2 separate regions of the Mus musculus genome follow, and region 2 is linked to region 1. A link is a contact called in public Hi-C data. All regions are on one chromosome and are shown on one strand. The core of a region is the stretch at or near the end of the contact, and the rest is flanking DNA. Distances in the headings are between cores, read along the strand shown. Region 1 has its middle 12 kb from the start of Gm32126. Region 2 has its middle 26 kb from the start of Lpp.

What was found. Hi-C and Micro-C count contacts between places; a contact is called where the count stands out from the background.
Region 2: a Hi-C map of epidermal suprabasal cells shows a contact between it and region 1, with 2.0 times the contacts expected there. The contact joins two enhancer-like sites. A contact is called at or near these places in 1 of 15 datasets of contacts at CTCF or cohesin (the NIH/3T3 cell line), 2 of 484 Hi-C or Micro-C datasets (epidermal suprabasal cells and spermatogonial stem cells) and 2 of 115 datasets of contacts at active chromatin or transcription factors (bone marrow-derived macrophages and pancreatic cancer cells).

What each region holds. Positions count from the first base shown.
Region 1 is chr16:24,144,906-24,149,701 of GRCm38.p6, reverse strand. No RefSeq gene overlaps it. Among named protein-coding and RNA genes, the nearest start is that of Gm32126, 12 kb to the left of the region's middle. Within about 2 kb of position 1,956, at least 7 of the 459 cell types and tissues checked have an H3K27ac peak or open chromatin away from gene starts, as enhancers often do. A contact at or near this core is called in epidermal suprabasal cells, where this site is marked.
Region 2 is chr16:24,364,871-24,369,666 of GRCm38.p6, reverse strand. No RefSeq gene overlaps it. Among named protein-coding and RNA genes, the nearest start is that of Lpp, 26 kb to the left of the region's middle. Within about 2 kb of position 2,021, at least 23 of the 459 cell types and tissues checked have an H3K27ac peak or open chromatin away from gene starts, as enhancers often do. A contact at or near this core is called in epidermal suprabasal cells, where this site is marked.

The sequences.
Region 1 (4,796 bases), core at 707-3,206:
CACCTCTTTTCGGGCAGAGCTCCATGGAAACACCGCCCATGATTTCTGAAATGGAGCCTGACTGGGTCCCCATAATGCCAGGCTGCCGTGGTCAGCAATCTCTGCTGCTGACACACACTGGACACTTGGCAAGCCAGAGACTACTAGTATCTAGTCACTGTAGCTTATTGTTACTCTCATGTTAAAGCAAGTTCCTGTTTCTATAAAGTAGCCAGGCAATGGAGTATTCTAGGCAAATGGAAAATTCTGGTTCATCTGGTTACCATCCATATCATTTGAGATTCTTGGTTTCCAAAGACATAATTACAACACACTTTGCTGAACGCTAAAATGATAGTGTGACTTAAGCTTTCTTTGGTGATTCACAAGGCGCTTCGGGGTCTGTCAGCACCCGATAGCATAATTACCTTCTTAGCTCCTCATTTTCTAGGACCCAGAGTGGAAATGTAGAAAGCGTGGAAACCTGGGAGGTAACTATAGGACACCCCAACCAGACCGTTGACATTGCTGGCCCTGGAGGCGTGTGTTATCTTTTAGTTTGTTGACAAACAAAATTGCAGCATCAGACATTCTATATATTGCTGGGTGTATTGTTGGTTTTTGCATTACTAATACTCTTCTTCTCAAGAGTAACGAGGAATCAGGCCACAGTGACTCATACCTGTAATTGCAGCTCTTAATAGGCTGAGGCAGGAGGATTTTCAAGAGTGAAAGGGAAGTTTGGAATACATAATGTGTTCCAGGCTGGAACTCTCTGGTGATCTGGACCTGGTTTCTCTTTCTGAGTTTCAGAATGAAGGGTCTCTGGTCTCCAATACTTATTCCTCCTGCCTTTGATCCTGGGCCTGGAAACCTGCTGCTTGCAGGAGACACCAGTGGCTGGGATCACAGTCTAGACTGAAGGCAAGACTCTGTAAGATTCCAGGGTCTGTCAGACCCTGCTGCCCTGCTGGAGCAGTACATCGGGTGTCCTGGCTTCTAGATTGTACCTTTACTGTTCCAGGTGACTTCTCAGAGAAATCTGAATGTGGGTCTGTGTGTGAACATTTTCCTATTTTCTACAAAGAGACTTCATCACAGAGGCTCCGTAGAGGAAGTCATTGCGGTTCCGTGTCCAGTCCTCCGTGAGGGTGGAGCTACTGCCAAACGTCTTCTGCTAGTGGTCCTCTAGGTAAGAATGAGATGCAAGTCCACAAGCTCTCCAGTAGTCTCCAATTCCTGCAGTGCATTCTAAACTGTGGATGTTGGCATTTGGGGATAGCAACAGGGTTTCACTATATATATATATATATATATATATATATATATATATATATATATATATATATATATATATATATATATATATATATAAAGCAGGTCAGGTCCCTAGAGGTGGTCACTCCTTCTTTCTCACATCTTTCAACATCTTGGGGGACGGACGGACAAAAAAACCAACCTCTTTTCTTCTCTTACCCACACTTTGATCTCCAGTGCCCTGTGCTTGAACCCTGTGTTTGAGCAGTTTTCCTGACTGACATGGTGGATCTGTCTGTTGACCAGACTTCCTCCCTTATAAAGTGGTCTGTCCTTCCTTTAGCCTTCAGTGCCTCATCCACATGGCTTTCTCTCTGCACTGCATATTACTTACTGACAGCATATTGGCATGTCACTGATTGTCTCCCGTGTGTAGACTCCCTGAAGACAGGAGGCATTGTATTGTTCCTTATGTTCTCCATATCACTTAAGATAGGGTTGAGCACATGGCTGCATCTAGATCGGCCTCTGGCTTGACATGAACCTCAAATGAACTTCTTCTCTAGCTAGGCAGAGAGGGAATGGCTTGCCTTCAACTTTTCTCCTCAACTGAAAGTAGAGTTAAGGATTATTTCTGTCTTGATATCTGACCTAAGTCTGTACAAGTCTCTCCTAAACTCTACACCCACAGGGACCAAGAAAGATCAAAGATGGCCACTGGACCCATGTATGGTAGTAGTGCATATATATCACACTGAGACTTCTCATGGTCCTGGAAATTTACAGGAATGTATAGTCATGTTGTTCCTGAGCCAACTCAGAACCTGTTTTGCTGGAGGTTTCTTCCCTTGGCAAGTATGTTGATGTATTATGAACGTTGCCAACTAGGATGGGCGGGCACTCTGACTGTGCCCAAGATTTTTTTTTTTTAATCCTAGTATAGCTGTCTTTCATGTCAGGAGACTGCACACTTTTTGATCTCTATTCGTGAACCTGGAAGCTCTCTGAGTTATCTCAAGCAACCAGGCTAAGTAAAATCTCTGATTCCAATGTCAATAATCCTTTGTGATTCATTGACTCTTAGACTCAAAGCCATCAGGTCTGGAAATAAGCTTAAAAACCATTTCCTCCCTTTCTTCTCTTCAAAGATCAGGTATCAGATCATAGCTAGCTTACTTTTAAAATGGAGGATCAGCTATCTTCCATTCATGCAATAGTAATCTATCTATCTGTCCATTTTCCATCTAATGATCTACCTACTTGAGTGTTCATTAAATACCCACTAATACTAGGCACACAGTTCATGCTTAGGCATACAGCTCATGCTAGTTCTAGCTATAAAAGCATGAATAAGGTATGATGCCTGCTCCCAACAGTTTATTATACATACATAGACACACAAATACGTCTGATTCAATATGATGTGTACATTATGACATGTATGAACCAAGCATGTTAGGACCATACAGAAGGTTATAACTAATCTGATCTGCCTTAAGATGGTTGAGGAAAAAAACTTTAAAAAGTAACACACAAGAAAAACAAAAAGCCCCGGAGAAAGGAAGAGAAAGAAAAGCAAGGAGTAACGACCACAGAGGTAAATATCCCATCCGAATGCCCAGCCTTAGATAAGTGCAGTATTCCATGAGAGCAGTGGGCAGGAGATGGGCATTCTGAGGAAGGCTGAGACTCAGGTGGAGAACTGGTCCTGTTGACTGGGAAGCCGATTTGGGAGGCTAGTGTGGAGCCCTTCACATCTGTCCTGAGTATTTGGGTTTTAGCCAGGCATCAACAAGGAGCTTTGAAAGTTTGCAGAGGGGCCAATGTCATCTGTTTCGTCAGTATCACAACAACCAATGGTTCTTCTTAGGGCTTCTCACCTCATTCCCTACCCTAAACATCTCTAGCCCATGACCCTCCTTCCCCAGCTTCTTATTTCATATAACCTTGACATTTTAACCTCTCTCTCTCTCTCTCTCTCTCTCTCTCTCTCTCTCTCTCTCTCTCTCTCCTCTATATATTTTGTCCTCTCTCTCTTGGCCTCCTTTTGTCCTCTCTCTCTTGGCCTCCTTTGCCTGCCCTCTCTCTTCATTCCCCTCCCTCTTTCCTCTCATCACCCAATCTAGTCTACCAGCCATGTTCAATCAGCTACTTTCCCTGATCTGGACTCTTCTCGATGCCTCTGGATTTTCTCTCCCTCAGGTCTACAATAAACGACAACCCCATCAACCATACCTTGGAGTGGTCTTGCTTGCCCTTAGTTTGTACAACACTCCACTGAAATTTGTGAAGATCTCTTGGGCCACAGTAAGAAAAGATGGATGGTGTTGCTAAGCAGAGGGATTAAGATTGTTATGCTAAACCACCAGAAGAAGCATTCAACACATGCCACCAGAAGAAGCATTCAACACATGCACCAGGTTGTGTCTCCCTTTTGCTTATAGTTCTTCATACAATTCCCTGCCCCATCTTGCGGTGTCTTCCTCATTGGTCGCTGTTGACTTTCTTACTTTGCTTGTAAACCAGTACTTGTTACTACATTAAAGAATTAATTTCTTTGCAACGTCTTCCACCATAAGAAGAGAGAAGGTGCTAGAGCAGAAGGCTTCTATGTCCTATGCTCCTCAGGGACGCCAGGCTTAACAAGTGAGCACATGTTCCCAAGAGATTGGTAGATAGACCTTGACCTTGAAGAATGGCTAGGATGAAGAAGTTGCCCCACAAAGGCAGACAGTCTGCTATATATTCTTCCAAGTTCAATACAGTTTATGAGTGGGTAAAGCTGGCCTCAGTCAAGAGGGGACAAGTCCCTTCTCACCAACAGCATTTGATCTCCACATCTGAGAACTTTTATGGTCCCTGATTTTGCTAATGCTCATTGTTATTTGTGTTTCCACATTACCATTCTCTGGAATACAACCTCTAGGGCCCTTCAGCCTTGTGCTCCTGTGCATCAGTTCCATGGCTGTCACTGGCTGGCTAGGGCTTTATTTGCACAATTGTAAAATGAGAGCATTAGCCAAGGATCTAAAAGATGCTATATAACTTACATGCTTTGAGTCTATTTTTTTCCTAGCTAAGGTAAGAGTTCATCTGTTTTCATTTTCCTAAAAATATACAATAATTATATACAAAATTTCAATAATTTTTATGTTTCTTCATTATGTCTCAACTTTTAGCTGTAGTTTTACCATCAGAACATATGTATAGGCATGAGTCCCACTGCCACTTGTGAACATTATTTGTCATGACTTTTATGTTGCCACAAAGTCTCCTCATTTATCATATTAATGGGTATGTAATTTTCTATGGGGTTAATACATCATAGGTTATTTAACCATCTCCAAGGGAATTTGGTTTCTTTCCAGGCTTTGCTATTTGAAAGAGCTCGGGGTATACAGTTTTTCTTTCCTTTTGGAGACTTTTGCCTTAGGGTAAATCCTTAGGAGTGGGATCACCAGCTGAGTTTTATGGTTCTGAAAAGCATTGCCAAATGGCTCTGCAAAAGGATTGTTTCAATTTGTGTTCAATTTCTGTTCAACGCAGAATGCCAACTTCAC
Region 2 (4,796 bases), core at 772-3,271, 220 kb before region 1:
TCAAGTCTCTTTTGGATGATGTTTATCTTCACCAAATAAATTTTCTTTCTTTGTGCAAAGAGAGAGAGAGAGAGAGAGAGAGAGAGAGAGAGAGAGAGAGAGAGAGAGAGAGAAACAAGGTCCTGAGGGTCATTATCACAAACTTCAGTGTGACCTGTTTTTAAATTGTTTTTACACTGTGATTTCACTTTAAAGAATGCGCAAAATTGGCCGGGCAGTGGTGGCGCACACCTTTAATCCCAGCACTTGGGAGGTAGAGGCAGGCGATCTCTGAGTTCGAGGCCAGCCTGGTCTACAGAGTGAGTTCCAGGGCTATACAGAGAAACCATGTCTCAAAAAACAAACAAACAAACAAAAATGTGTAAAATTATGGCAACTCAAATTATTCATTCATAGAAACTATAGCACTGAAACTAATGCAAAGCCCTGCTTTCCACACACATCTAAAAGCAGGTTTTGTCCCTCACTGCTGGCTCTAACACTCTACCACAGCTTCTATTTCTTACAAGTGGTGAACTTGGGCCTGGAATCAGCATGCCTGTCAATACCCTAACACAGACCTATGAGGTCTAATCAACATCTTCAATCTTGATGTTTGTGAACCTAAAACTCTGTTAGAACTTAAGCCACAGGTAGATTATACACTATATATGTATGTGTGTGTGTGTGTGTGTATATATATATATATATATGTATATATATATATATATATATATATATATATATATATATATATATATATGCCTACTTGTTGCCATGGTCACCATAAACAGATTCATGGTTAATTTTAGAGAGTGAAATGGTCTATGTTTTGATATTCTTATATAAATCGTTGTGCACTAGTATTAAAAAAGCGTTGGCTTCCTTCCATCGGTAACTCACAGAAGAGAGAGACAAGTTTGTCCTTGTAAGTCCAGAGGGATAGGAATAAACTCAAAAGCTAGAGGTAGCTGAAGGCAGAGCTTAAGTAACATAATAATCACAGTAGTCTAACCATTATACAACTGGCAGCTGTGTGTGTGGCGGAGATCACTTGATTCTTTTGCAGAGGATCCAGGTTTTCTACCTAGTATCTGCACAGCTGCCTATGACTTCAACTCCAGGAGGTCTAACCTCCACTTCTAGACTCTGAGCGGATGCATATGTCTGCATACTCACATGGACACACATATATAATAATTAAATAACAGAAATAAATCTTTTAAAAATGGGGCAGACTGGATTCCTGACTAGTTCCTGAGATAGAATAACACCTGAGCTTCATGTGAGGAAGTTTTCAAAAGTTCATGTTTGTACTCAGATATCAATCGCTTTTACTGACTCAAAGCAAAAAAGCATGTCTCTCACAATAGCAGAACCCCTCCCTCCTCATTTAGGATTTCTAGAATGCAAAACAATTTGCACAATTAACGCAGCACCCATAACATCTTGGACCATCATTTGTGCAACTTTCTTACCAGAAGTAAGTATAGTCCAGTCTGCAAGAGTCTTGGCTGTTTTTGTCAGAATGCCCTCGATAGTGAGGGAACAAACTCGAATCCAAGGAATAAACCTCACCGGGCTTTTCAGATTCGGTTCATAGGGGGCAGAAGGATGTGATGGGTAGGGCAGAAAATGGCAACCTTAATGACGTTTCATTTATCCTTGAGTTTGGATCAGGCATGGGGCTCAGAGTTTTACTAAAATTTCTTTTGTCCTCTAGATAACTAAGTAAATAACAGAGTTCACTTGCCTTACATTACAAGTGAAGTTAGTAGGTTAAGGGGTCCCTCACCCACTTCCTAAATGGGTGACCCAGCTCGAAGCACGTCCTTAGACTCTAGCTCTCCCGGAGGAAGCCTTAGGCAGCAGGAAATAGTTCTTTCCTAAAGTTTAAAAGAATGCTGATTTAGTGTTCTCTTTCTACATAATTTGTATCAGCTGGGCAACACCTCCCATCCACCTCCCCCTCGGGGAGTCCCTGGGGGAAAGAACTATTCTGATTTCCAAAACTCGCTTGCCTGGCCAGATGCCTGCCTGTTCGGTGCTCCATGCTCACTCCTGACCCAGGAATTTAGATTACTTACTTACTAGCCCCTCCCAACCACCTTCCCCATTTCTAGCTCTAAAAATTTGCATGAGATCCAACAAAGGAAGTAGTTATTACCTGGGTGATGCGTGTTAAGGAATTTCTTTCAATAGCAGAGAATCCCTATCTCCTTTAGTTTTATTTTCAAGCTTTTCCTGTTCTGTTCGCGTGCATTTTTGGTATGATTAGAAGGTGTTAGAATAGGGAGGGGCTTTATTTATTCCCAGGGTGTTTTTGGCATAAGCAAGAACTACTGTGTGAGAGCTTCCCCCACACAGGAGCGTCACAGACACCTCTCGGAGGGTGTGAGCAGAGCCCTCCTCAGGCTTTTGCTGAGAAGATAGCAGCTTGCCACGTGGGACTGGAGGTGATAGGGAAGGTGATGGGAGCCAGCTGGAAAGAGCTTAGTGTTAGGCATCATGAGATTCCCTTCCAGAGCAGCCCCTAAGTCATGGTGTGGGATGTGGTCCACTTGGCCTGCTCTTCAACAGGCAGATGGCTAGTGACCCAAGACTTCTTTCACCTCCGAGCCTTTGATGATGCATAGCCAGAGGACTAGAGAGTATTGGTCTGTAGTACTTGACTATCTAATTAATGCTTGATGTCTGATTTCTGGTCCTTTCTTTGGCCGGAATCAGAAATCACCCCAAGAGTGTCTCTGACAAATGGTTACTTCTTGTTTGTTTCACCTTTTCTGATGAGCAGAAGTTTGTAGCATTTGTGTAGCGAGCTGTCCCATTCTTGAACAGTATGTAGTTGGAACATAATACTATAAACACCATCTTTCTATAATCCAGTAGAAAATGTTTACAGGTGGGTAGGAGACTAGGGATTTAACCCAGTTGTTAGAGTGCTTGTCTAGCATGCGTAAAGCCCAGAATTCAAACTCTACCTTCCTCATAAACTGGGCATTGTAGCCGAACCTATAATCCCAGTAATCAGGGGCTAGAGGCAGGCAAATGAGAGATTTAAGATTATCTTAATCTCCTTGGCTATATAGCCTGCACTAGTGACCCTGTCTCCAAAAAGAAAAAGAAAAAAACAACAAAACCATTTATCTTTCTGACACTTAAATAAAGCCCATTTGTCCTGCACATTTTACAGGACAAATCACCTTCTTTCAGGGTCATTGGTTGCAAGCACCAAAATGGACTCTGTTTTTTCATTCAAAGAGGGTTAGTTGAGACCACTTATACGACCAAAAGAATGGGCTTAGACAGGAGACAAAGATCTGCATTCAAGGTCATATGTCAGGAGAAATCTGGTCCACTGCAGTTGCTTTGAACTTCGATTGTCTTACCTTTTGGCCCCTGATCCTTGCTCATTAAAGAGTCAAAGTCCTAGAATACGATTGGTCAAGCCCTACTTGTGTGATTCAAGTCCAGCTTTCTTTTTTCTTCTAAAGAGACAATCATAAACCTTTGTCAGTGAACATCTAGTACTGTTCTATATCTTAATATGGTCCCTTCTAACAACCCACTTCTGTCCTCTAGAGGAGAACACAATTATCCTCTAAAAGACGAGCTTTGTAACAGTGAACACATTCTACCCTCAGATCCAGTTGCAGCTTCCAGCTTGTTAATTTTGTGTATAGCTGTGTACTTCCACAATCTTCACTAAAGCCCTCCAGTATCGCTTAATGAACTTTTTTAATTGGCTCTTTTAAAATAGTAGCGCAATCAGCCTCCTCATTTGATTCATGAACAAAACTCTCCAGAAAGGCTGAAAGGGAAAGTGTGAATCATAGTTTAAGGAGATGCTTTTTAATGTGCCGTAAGACCAACAGGCACATCCATCAGTGTGCACTCCAGGGCACGCTACATACCTTCATGATGGAAAGTGAGCAGAATCCCGTCTCACCAGAGGCGATAAAGTTTTGAACCTCAGATACAAGATGACATTTTGTTTTTGGAAATGCCTGCCTCTGAGAACGATGAGGGTGAAGCTTCAACACAGGGCTTCCGAGGGCCTGTGTACAGAAGTGACCCCTGGCTCTCTGTAGCAAGTGGTACATAACAATGAGACCACAGCCTTGGTAATGTGGGCAACGTCTTTCGACAGACACCTGTTTGAAGAACATCAATCCTTAGAGAGTTAAGACTTTTGAAAGGGTCTTTAGAAATAGCACGAATGTACTCGTACATGCCCCGAACTTAAGAGAAAGAAAATTAATCTGACCCCAGAGGTGAGTATCCTGGTGTATGTGATATTGCACAGAGGGTTAAAGATGGAGGAAAGGTTCCTCCCCTATGATATCTGAAGGGATCACATGAGTGCAGACTTGGATTTAATAAGTCACATGTTTTTTTTTTCTTTTCTTTTCCTTTTCTTTCTTTTTCTTTATTTCTTTTTTTTTGCTACCATGGTTAACTAATGTTTTTATGTGCAAGATGCATGTGTTTCTTTAGAATGTAAAAACTATATGACTCATTATTGCTCCTTTTCTATTCATCCCCACCCACCTGGCATGGTTATTTGCACACAGGTATAGGTCTTATCTCACTGGGCCTCAGGCAAGAGACAAAGGATTATGTCTCATCCTCCTCCAATAATGTTGGCCTAACACATAGACTATTCTCAATATGTATTTACTAAATGCATGAGTCACGAGACAGAACAAGGAGGCACAGGGCTCCTTCTGGTCCTGGAAGAACTCTCCTCATTCACTTTAGCTTCCCTGTGAAATTAAGAGGTTGGATATTAGCTACATAGAGGATGTAAATAGGCT